Linked DNA regions of Mus musculus: region 2 is linked to region 1. The links are chromatin contacts, called in public Hi-C maps. All regions are on one chromosome and are shown on one strand. Each heading gives the region's core, a stretch centred on a gene start, on an enhancer-like site or on the middle of the called end of the contact. The rest is flanking DNA. Distances are from core to core; before and after follow the strand shown.

The links. Hi-C and Micro-C count contacts between places; a contact is called where the count stands out from the background.
Region 2: a contact with region 1 is called in a Hi-C map of Th2 cells, with 2.5 times the contacts expected there. The contact joins two enhancer-like sites. A contact is called at or near these places in 1 of 15 datasets of contacts at CTCF or cohesin (liver), 16 of 484 Hi-C or Micro-C datasets (B cells, CD4 T cells, ECoMG myeloid progenitors and 10 more), 2 of 115 datasets of contacts at active chromatin or transcription factors (T-cell acute lymphoblastic leukemia and Th17 cells) and 3 of 9 other capture datasets (adipose tissue, liver and pancreatic islet).

What each region holds. Positions count from the first base shown.
Region 1 is chrX:57,164,738-57,169,430 of GRCm38.p6, forward strand. No RefSeq gene overlaps it. Among named protein-coding and RNA genes, the nearest start is that of Gm14718, 34 kb to the right of the region's middle. Within about 2 kb of position 2,059, at least 4 of the 459 cell types and tissues checked have an H3K27ac peak or open chromatin away from gene starts, as enhancers often do. A contact at or near this core is called in T follicular helper cells and Th2 cells, where this site is marked.
Region 2 is chrX:57,235,897-57,240,923 of GRCm38.p6, forward strand. It overlaps Arhgef6 (Rac/Cdc42 guanine nucleotide exchange factor (GEF) 6), which reads right to left. Exons shown (of 22, transcript NM_152801.2): 18 at 4,698-4,791; 19 at 3,270-3,347; 20 at 1,090-1,189. Among named protein-coding and RNA genes, the nearest start is that of Cd40lg, 26 kb to the left of the region's middle. Within about 2 kb of position 2,390, at least 9 of the 459 cell types and tissues checked have an H3K27ac peak or open chromatin away from gene starts, as enhancers often do. A contact at or near this core is called in T follicular helper cells and Th2 cells, where this site is marked.

The sequences.
Region 1 (4,693 bases), core at 809-3,308:
CCCTTTACGAACAACGTTTTGGGAGGAATTGCTCTATGGCTGGGTTTCTTGCTGGGCTTCCCCCTCCTTCTAGATTCTTTGTCTTTTCCTGTTGTTCACAGTGTCTCATGTTTTCTACCAGGATTCTCTCATAAACCTGCTGCATCAAGGATTCTCACATACTCCCTACCAAGTGCCCCAAGGGCATCCATCTTTCTCATCTCCAAGTCCAATAGCCAATTTTTGGACATCCTTTTTTTTTTGCCACCAGCAGCATTTGACAGAGTGGATCCTTCTTTCCCAAGCCAACATCTCCTCCCAGTGTTTTTCCTATGTCATTGATCAAGCTTTTGCATCCTTAACTGGTTCCTCCTTGAAAAGAAGTGGCCTGGACCGACACGTCCACATTCCATCTCTGCTCCTATTTGACTCTTGCAACCTATTCTCAACACAGGAGGTCCTTCAAAACATTAAGTTAGACCATGCCCTTCCTCTCCTCCACTGGGTGGCTGCTACCGCCCCGTCTTAAAGGACTTTAAAACTCTTATTATTGTTACACCCAGAGAAGCTGGGCCTTCTCCTTGCCCTTCAGTCTTATGCATACCTATGCTTTTGGAAGTGCTTGATTCCCACGTGTGAGCAGCTGTGAGACCAAACAAAGAGGCAGGCAACACAGAACTGTACTAAGTGTGGTGTGTTTAGGGTCTACTTATAGAACCATGCCATGGGTAACAGCAAGACAGAAGGTGCCCCACCTTCCATGGGGGGTTAGAAAGTACATCATATACTCCCTATATGAACTCCAATAAACTGTATGAACTTGTCTTGTTTTCCCTGTCTACTCAGTCTACTTCAGTACCATAAGGTTTCTGATAGGTTTCAAGTTATGCTTCTACCAAAGGCCTTTGCAGTTGCCCTAGAGAGCCACATAAATTATTCCCTTACCTTTTGGGAATACTTAATATGACTCTCTAGGGGTCTACTAAAATGTCAACTTCTCCGTGAGTCCTTCTTTTAATCTATAAAATAGCAGTCCCCTTTCTTTCTTGCCAGCACTCCCCAGCTCTCTCTTACCATGTAATATTGTCTGTCCATCATCACCATCATCATCATCATGATGCTATATTGTGGAGTCCTCTGTGTCTTAAGGTTTCTCTTTCCTTGCACTATGTTGTAAACTCAGAAAAGGAAGTAATGGTGTTTTGTTCATAGCTGTATCCCTACTAGCGAACTAGCTTAGCACCCAGGGGTCGCCCCACAAATGAGGAAATGACTGGAGAAGGGACCCTCTAGGTACTTATCCAAACAAGGAGATCTATAAGGATATCCAGTAAACTGGCCACAGTCGGTACCACTGGAGGTTGAGATTTCAGGATGAGCACATTGATGTTTGACTTGATAGACTTTTATTTTTATTGCTTTTATTTTAAAATCACCTATGCATGTATATGCACATGAGCATGCATATTTGTGTGCATATGGGTGCCAGTGAAAAGATGTATGGAAGCCAGAGAACAACCTCAGGTGCCATCCTCAGGAATGTTGTCTACATCCTTTGAGATGAGGCCTCTTGTTGACTCACTTCTTAAGGGTGACTGGCTAGCATGCCTGTTAACAAGATGGACCTAGCTCTACTTCTTTGGCACTTGGACTTTGTTATGTGGTCCCAGCGAGGGAACTCGCACTCTCATGCTTGTAAAACAATGGCTATCAACTGAGCTGTCTCTTCTGCCCATGCATTTTTATTTTATTTTTTTTAAGCACAGAATCTCATGTAGCTCAGGCTGACCCCAAAATCTCTGTGATTCTGAGACCGGCCTTGAGCTCCTGCCCTCATGCCTCCACTGTCCAAGTGATGGAAGTATGGGTATGCAGAACAATGCTTGGTTCATTGTTTACACTTTTATAGCAAGGCAGGTTACTTTTATAACTATAAAGTAAAGACCAACAGAAGCATTTTAAAACAAAAAGAGTTTGAAAAAATGCCAAAAGATTAGGAAAGCATTTTGGGCAGCAGGTGGCAGGATTGTTTCAATGCTCTACTTCTCTCTGCCAGATTGGTGTACATCAGGAGCCCACGGGCATGCTAGCCTGGCATGACTAGAAGGCCAGGAAGACTGACATGAATCTGTTAAATAGAAAGGGTTCCAATTAACAGTGCTATGTGACCAGCTGCTACCAATGGGCCCCTGGGTGTAGGCTTATCATAGGTTTTTAAAGGTACTGTGGGGTGTGTGTGTGTGTGTGTGTGTGTGTGAGAGAGAGAGAGAGAGAGAGAGAGAGAGAGAGAGAGAGAGAGAGAGAGAGAGATATTCTCCATAGCAAGAACTGGTAAGATGCAAGAAAAAAAATAAGCATACAACTGTAATCTCAATACTGAGGATTCTGAAGTAAGAGGATTAAGCAATCAATGTCAGGCTGGGCTATAAGTAACTTTAAGTTTAGTAAGACCCTGTCTCAAAATCCAAACCAAACCAAAACTTATAAGTTAATAAAGTTTTTCTACAGCTTTATTGAAGTATATCTGATTCACAAAAATCTGTATTGATTTCATTTTTACACAGATGTACACACTCATTATATCACCTCCACACCTAAATGGGTGTCAAGTGCAGATCCCATAGATAGGAGCCCACCCATTGGTTAGATTATAGAGTTTATATTACATTGCTTACTCAAGAGGGTGCCAGTTTGGGGATAGCATTATTATATACACACATTCTCCAATGTCAGTGGGCTACCAGGGTACCTTGCTTTAGGACACTGAGACATTTGAGAGCAATGTATTTGATGCCTTGCAAGTTTCATGGCTCCAGTCTGCACATCTCTATAGATATATATTTGAAGAAGAAAATTCTAGAAATACAATTTTAAGATACCCTATCCCTCCTCCAAGCTTTTATTGTAACTTCCTTACAGCTGTTATCATGAGAGACATGTTGAAGCAGAGTGACTTTGTTCTATGATGCTTTTGAAAGATGTAGCTCTAAGAATGAACTCATCAACAGTTAAGCCACACTATCCCTTACACTACTCTGGTGTAAGAATGTACTGCATATCCTGCCCAAGATTGGGATTTTCTTCAAGTTTCTCCCCCTTGCCAACCCATTCCCTCTACATCCATAGGCCACATAGAGACACATACACATGTGCCTACACCGGTGTGAATATACATCTGTCTCAGGGCAGGAAGCTCTCATAAAGCCTATGTTCCTTTGTACTTTACCCTGCCAGATACCAGGCACAATCTCCTCCCACCACCCTGAGGCTGAAAGATTGCCTCAGTGCTAAAGAGCCAATGCTCAGCATCCTAACAAACATCTGCTATCCCAACTTTCCTCCTCCACTCCACTCTAAACACTCAACTTAGTATCTTTCGTGCACATTCCTCCATCGAGGTCTCTTGGAATGCAAGCAAGAGACCCATTAAAACTGGTTTGGTAAAAATGTGTCAAAGCATCATGGAGACACAGATAAAATGAAGATCGCATCCTATAGCATTCTTAAGCACCCAGAACAATACAGTTACCATTCCTGGCTTTCTCTCCAGAAGACCAAATCTTGTCCTCCATCTCAGTTTCTTTCTGTATATCTATTGTATTCTTTCCTTTTTACTTACTAGATACCTCAGAACTTTTGCCCTTATTATGTGGCCTCTCATACAACTTGCTGCAAATATGCCTTTTCATTCCACTTTAGCCAGATCTGGTGAATCTGAGGGTTCAGACTCTGAGATTTCCATATGCTAAGAAGAGGAACCTAATCGTTTAAGATCACCATTTATTTTAAAACCAGGCTTCAAGAATTCTACATAGGGAATTAATCTGTTTAAGAAAGGGGACATGATTGCATCCAATGCCTGCCAATTCAGCAGTCATCAGAAAGCACAGAGAAAGAATTGGCATTCTGGAGCCATTTAGGGGCCTAAGGGCAGTAGGCAGGCAAATGATCAGCATGTCTAGTACACTAAGCCTGAAAACTGGTCTGTTAAAAACTCTTGCCCATCATCCGGCCAAAGAACAGATACTTGAGTACACAGCTCCTCCCTGTCAAGGCTCAGAGCATCACAGAAGCAGGTACAAAAAGACAGTATGGGCTGGAGGTTGGATAGGACTACTACATAATAGTGTCTTCTGCACATGACAGAATCCTTGCACATAAGAACCCACATTAGCTGTGGTTGCCTACACAAGACAGGGACAAGATTAATCCAGTCAGCATTCCAGCATGAATAGGAAAGGGGCTCAGGAGGCGCCATCCCTAGATGAGGAGCTGCAGGCAGTTGCTTGGTACTGGGAGACGGATAGTGAGGTTTTTATGGGTACAGAGGGTCATGTTCAGGTACGTTGGTCAAGCTTCAGTAGATAGCCCAACACCCATGTATAGGCAGCACAAATTGTATTCAGTAGTTTTCATTTAAAGGGAAAAGACATTGGGAGGACGATGTGGGGAATATTCTGAGAGGAGGTGTATTTAAGGTGAAACAACCACAGGGGAAAAATAAATTTGAGGAAAACATTAACACCAAAAACCTTATGCCAAAGGGCTCCATTTTACCTAAAAAGCCATGGCAATCCTCCATGATGTTTCTGTAACCTGTCTTCAGGACTTCTAGAATTGATGAACAGGTCTTAAATTCAATCCCACCCTCCTGCTGAAAACTGTCCTAGTTCCTGCTCACCATTCCCCATAGGTTCTATTGAATCCCTTTATT
Region 2 (5,027 bases), core at 1,140-3,639, 71 kb after region 1:
AAGACCCTATATATGCTACAATAGCCATGCTATGGTATTACTCTTTATTTAGCTAACCTTTCATAACAGAGAATTAGGACATTAAAAAAATAATAATTTTTAAAAAATGATGATGAAGTTCCCTGGTTAGTGGTGGCATTCCTTGTTTCTCGATTTCTTCCAAATCAAGGAACTTTCAGATCAGATTTTAGTTGGGGATTTTTTTTTAAGATTAATTTTTATGTTTGATGTGTGCGTTTATGTGCATGTGAATGCAGGTACTCAAGGAGGCCAGAAGAGGGCGCCAGATCACCTAGAACTGGAATTTCAAGCAGTGTGAGCTAGGTGCCCTACCTGTGTCTTGTGAATTTAACCAGGGTCCTCTGAAAGATCAGCTGGTGCTCTTAACTACTGAATCATCTCTCTAGGCCCTAGGTTTTCGTTTTTATTCTGTCACTTACTGTCATTTTGAACATGTGTAACCAGTTTTCTTTTTGTCTTGTCATGGCTACTACTTACTTTATATATGAAATAAGGATAATACTACATCCCTTGCAGCCTTCACAAGGCTAATGATGACTACTATATCAATAATAATGTTCTTAATAACAATAATTACTATAGATGGGCATACATTTTTGAGTGCTAACCTTTATAAAGGTTATAAAACATTTTGTGATCAAAAAATAACACAGAAAGTATCTCCATCACTCACATTTTACAGATGAGGAAAACAAATTCAGAGAGGTGGAAGAGCTAGCCCAGGGTGACACTAACAATAGCCCAGGCAATAACCCTGACAATACACAGCAAATTGAGAGAAGAACTTGGACTCTAGCCTGTTCTCTTGAGCAGGACTATGTATGTGCAGCATCCCTCCACGGCCTTTGCATCAGCTCCTACCTCCAAGTTCCACCCTTGTTTGAGTTCCTGCCCTGGCTTCCCTAGACGTTGGAGAGTGACCTGAGAGTTGTAAGCTGAGATAAACAGTTTCTTCCTCCAACTTGTTCATGGTTATAGTGTTTTATTATAGCAACAGAAGCCCTAAGACAGGATGTCATGCCTACTTTAGGCCCCAGACATGTCAAGAAAGCAACATTCTCTACTCACTTCTCTTCAATGATGGTCTGCCCATTACTTCTGGTTTCTTCAATAATGAGTTTCTCTTCCTCGGGGAGTAGAACTTGTGGAACAGAATCTTTACGAGTACCTGTAAGTGATGATCACGATCATGTAAGATGGGGTAGGGAGTTATCAGAGGCAGACCTAGGTATTTGTTCCTTTCTATTGTAGTTACAGCAGAGACATTCTTCATGCCCTTGTACTCAAAGGGCAAGCATGCCACTTTTACACTTCCCGATAGGGGACTCTAAATGACCAAATGACCTTATTTTGTCTTCAAGAAGGGGAACTGATGTGGTAGGAGTCCCAGACTTTTCTGTTTTCCCTTTCCCAGAGCAAAGAGCTCATCACTGATCACCCAGTCTCTGCATGCCTCCAAGAGTCACACAGCACATCCCATGATCACTGGGAATTCTTTAATTTCAGTGAAGATCGGGCTGAGAGGCAGCACTGCTCTGGGGTACAACACGGCAAAACGGGCTGCAGAAGCAGCACTCGTTCCTTCCATGGTCCTCTAGGAAATGCAGAGCAGCCTAAAGCTATTTTGGTGGTGGGTACAGTGGAGATGGGAGATTATCTCAGCAACAAAACTCAGGTTTCTTCACTTCTCTCTGCCCACACTGCCTCTCCAGCCTGGCAATCTAGATCCTTCCTCTCTGGGTTCAGAGACATAATCTTTGGTCTGTCTAAGCCACTGTCTAGGTCACTGTTTTGGAAGAGTATCCTGCACAGAGGTATACATTCACTGCTTTCCTTGACCACTTCCATTTCCCCAGAGGGAAGATGTGTTTCCCTTTCTGTGTTCGGAGAATGGCCCTTCATCAGTATGCAGAAGATAAATGGATGGATAAAAGAAAGCCAAGAGCAGTCATTTCTAGGGAAACAGGACATTAGACTGGCCCATGATGCTGCTGAAATGTTGGCCACATCTGAGTGTCAAGCGGGATACTTCCTACATGTCCAAGGGAATGTAAGAAGGAGGAACAAAACTGCTCTTTTTCTTAGGGCAGATCACATGCCTGAGCTTTTACCTCTGAGTACAGGGCTAGACACCAAAGTAGAAAAACAAGTGGCTCAGAGGTGAGGTAAGGTCAGATTTTGTATGAGGGATGCTCTGGTGTCTCCTCGTCCCCATTTCCACCCTACCTTTCACAATAAAAACTTCTCTCACTCTCCTCCCCCAGCTCATCAAAACTTATTAGAACCGAGCATGCCAGAAGTGCAGCCAGGTTGCATCTGTGGTACACTGTCCCTGTTCACAGTGAAATGTATTGATTTCCACATCAAATGCTTTCCTTTTGTGACAGCCTGTGAGATGTGTTACTTTGTGTTAAGGCAGTCTCTTATGAAATCCCTCTCATTCCGAGTAAGCAGCTGGTCAGCAGCTGTGAATACTACAGCACCAGGGGATGTTCATTCCCTATGCAGATGAGAAAAACTCTCTAAAGGGGCCAGTTCAGTAATGGCGTAAAGTCTGAGATGAGAGAAAACGAAATATATAATCTATGTGACCTAGAGTGCGAAGAGCACAAGGGTTTGTCAAAAGGCATCACCCAGCTTTCAAGGGTATAACCTAAAAGCTGTTTAGGCAAATGCCCAAATCTCACAGCTCCTTGAGACATTTTATACATTGTGAAGTCTCAGCTGTGTAGCTACATTTTTCGGATTTTCAGAGCAACTTTGAAACCCAAGTCTGATGAAGCATCGCTCACTTCAATACATAGCTGATGAGAGATAGTATTCTGACTTCCTTTCCTATTCTGCCTATAAGACGAGATTAGCATCAGTTTGCAGACACAGGAACTCTCTGGGCTCTTTAATTCCTAACTAGTGCTGGTGGAGGTATCTGTGTAGATCAAAAGAGAGTGACTTTAAAAAAATTTTTTTTCTCATTTCTATCACCTCTAACATTTTCCCTCTTGCATCTCTTTCTCTCTGGGTGAAAAGCAACAGTTCATAAGCAAACCACCCAGTAACTAAAGCACCTTATCTGAAAGATTCAGTCCTGCACTTCTGCTCTGCATTGAGTCACATGCTTTTCATACCCTGCAAACCCAAACCCCATCTTATTGAAGGTTTTTTTTTCCTTCTAAGAGACAGTGAGCACTAAACAATAAAACCCCATTCATTAGCAAAAGCAGTGTGGCGAATTCTAATTGAGCCATTACCTTGTTGAAAACTGGCGCTGGTGCAATAAGCTTCGATCACCTTAAGAATCTGAGCATCCTCTTCCAGGGCAGCAGTACCTGTCAAATTTAATCAGTAATAACTTTTGCTACATATATGACCCCAAACACTCAAAATGATGTGTTGTGCCCATCACTGCCAAGGGTTCGCAGTGTTTCTGAAAGGCAGGTAGAAATTTGTTCAAGCCCCACGAGGCAAAAGAATGCTATCAAGAATAACCCCAAGAGTTCTGGGGTCATTACCCAGGGGAAGGAATGTTGCTTTGAAGTTCAGAACTCTAAAGCAGTAAGGGTTTTATTAATAATCTCTTGAAGGCTAAAATGATGGCAGTGGGCTTGGTTTTGCTCTAACTCTCATCCAGGACACCAAAGTCTTTCTATCAATTAAATTTCAAGACTTGCCTTCTTTAAGAGTCTTTTCCTGTTGACCCCACCCATCTTTTCAACCAGCCAGATATCACTTATCATCTCCCCAACTCAGTCTTTAAATACTCAGATGGCAATGTTCCACTAATAAGTTTAGGTAACAGTGGGGTTGGAGCTTCAGGAGTTGAAGTTTAGCAAAGATATAATTTTAATATATTATATTATATTACATTATATTATATTATAATTTATTATATCATATCAGAGTCTCATACAGTCCAGGGTTACAGCTAACTTGTTATGTAGCTGAGGATGAGTTGAAATTCTGATCTTCCTACCTCCACCTTCCAAGCAGGGATTAGAGGCACATGCCACCATGCCTGGTTTATATCATGCTAGGGATCAAACTTTGGGCTTTGTGCATGCTCAACAAGCACTCTATGAATTAAGCTATGTCCCTAGCCACAGGAAAGATTTAACTAAACTATACTTGCAACTGATATATGCATTGCTTGCTAAAACACTGATGTCTCCATGTATGCTCCCAAAGTTCCCTTGTTCACAATTTTAGAGTCAAATACAGACATATCGATTGTCTGGCTGACTTTGTAGGCATCTCCTAAATACAGCTCTGTTTTCTGATGTCAGCAGACTGACTCCATGGGCAACTGAGGACATCCCTGAGCATGAGACTGTCCGACCGATTTCTGTCCTCAGGTCCATTTGGTTTTTCAGAAAAAAATATTCCAGGCATCAGAAATCTAGAGGGAAAAATGTGCCCTTAGAAAATGGGTACCAATTGGGGGATCTAAACCAGGTGGGGTGAGGTGATGCAGCATGAAAATGGTCCAGACTGATGTCTGTCAGAGTCAGCAGGAAGTGCAGCAGGAGGAAGCTTATTCTGAAGTCTTAGAAGTGAGCAAATTTTCTGTGTATTTTTTTACAACAGATGATGCCAAGAACAAACTGCTCTAATTATCTGCTTTTTAAACATTGTCATGTTAGTTCACCCATAAATAACTTTGCAAAAGTACAGGCACATACTTTTCCTAATCACGTATTCTTCCTCGGATGCTTTCCTCTCCGTCTTTCTTTTGTGAAGAAACTTCTTCATTGTTTTGGGGCTCTTACTAGATTCCTGTAAGGGTAGCAGTTTCTCCATGAATTAACATTCTCTTCCAAACACGAATGAAAATAAAACAAATAAAATGAATCGGAATACATCTCTCATCGCGATAACATCCATTAGGGAAGGGTCAGACTTTTAGATCACACATACTATAAATGGCTCCAGTAAACTCGGAAAGGTTCAACAAAGCACAGGCAATGGCGTTGCCACAGGGATGAGAATAAGAATGGAGAAGGATGCAGATT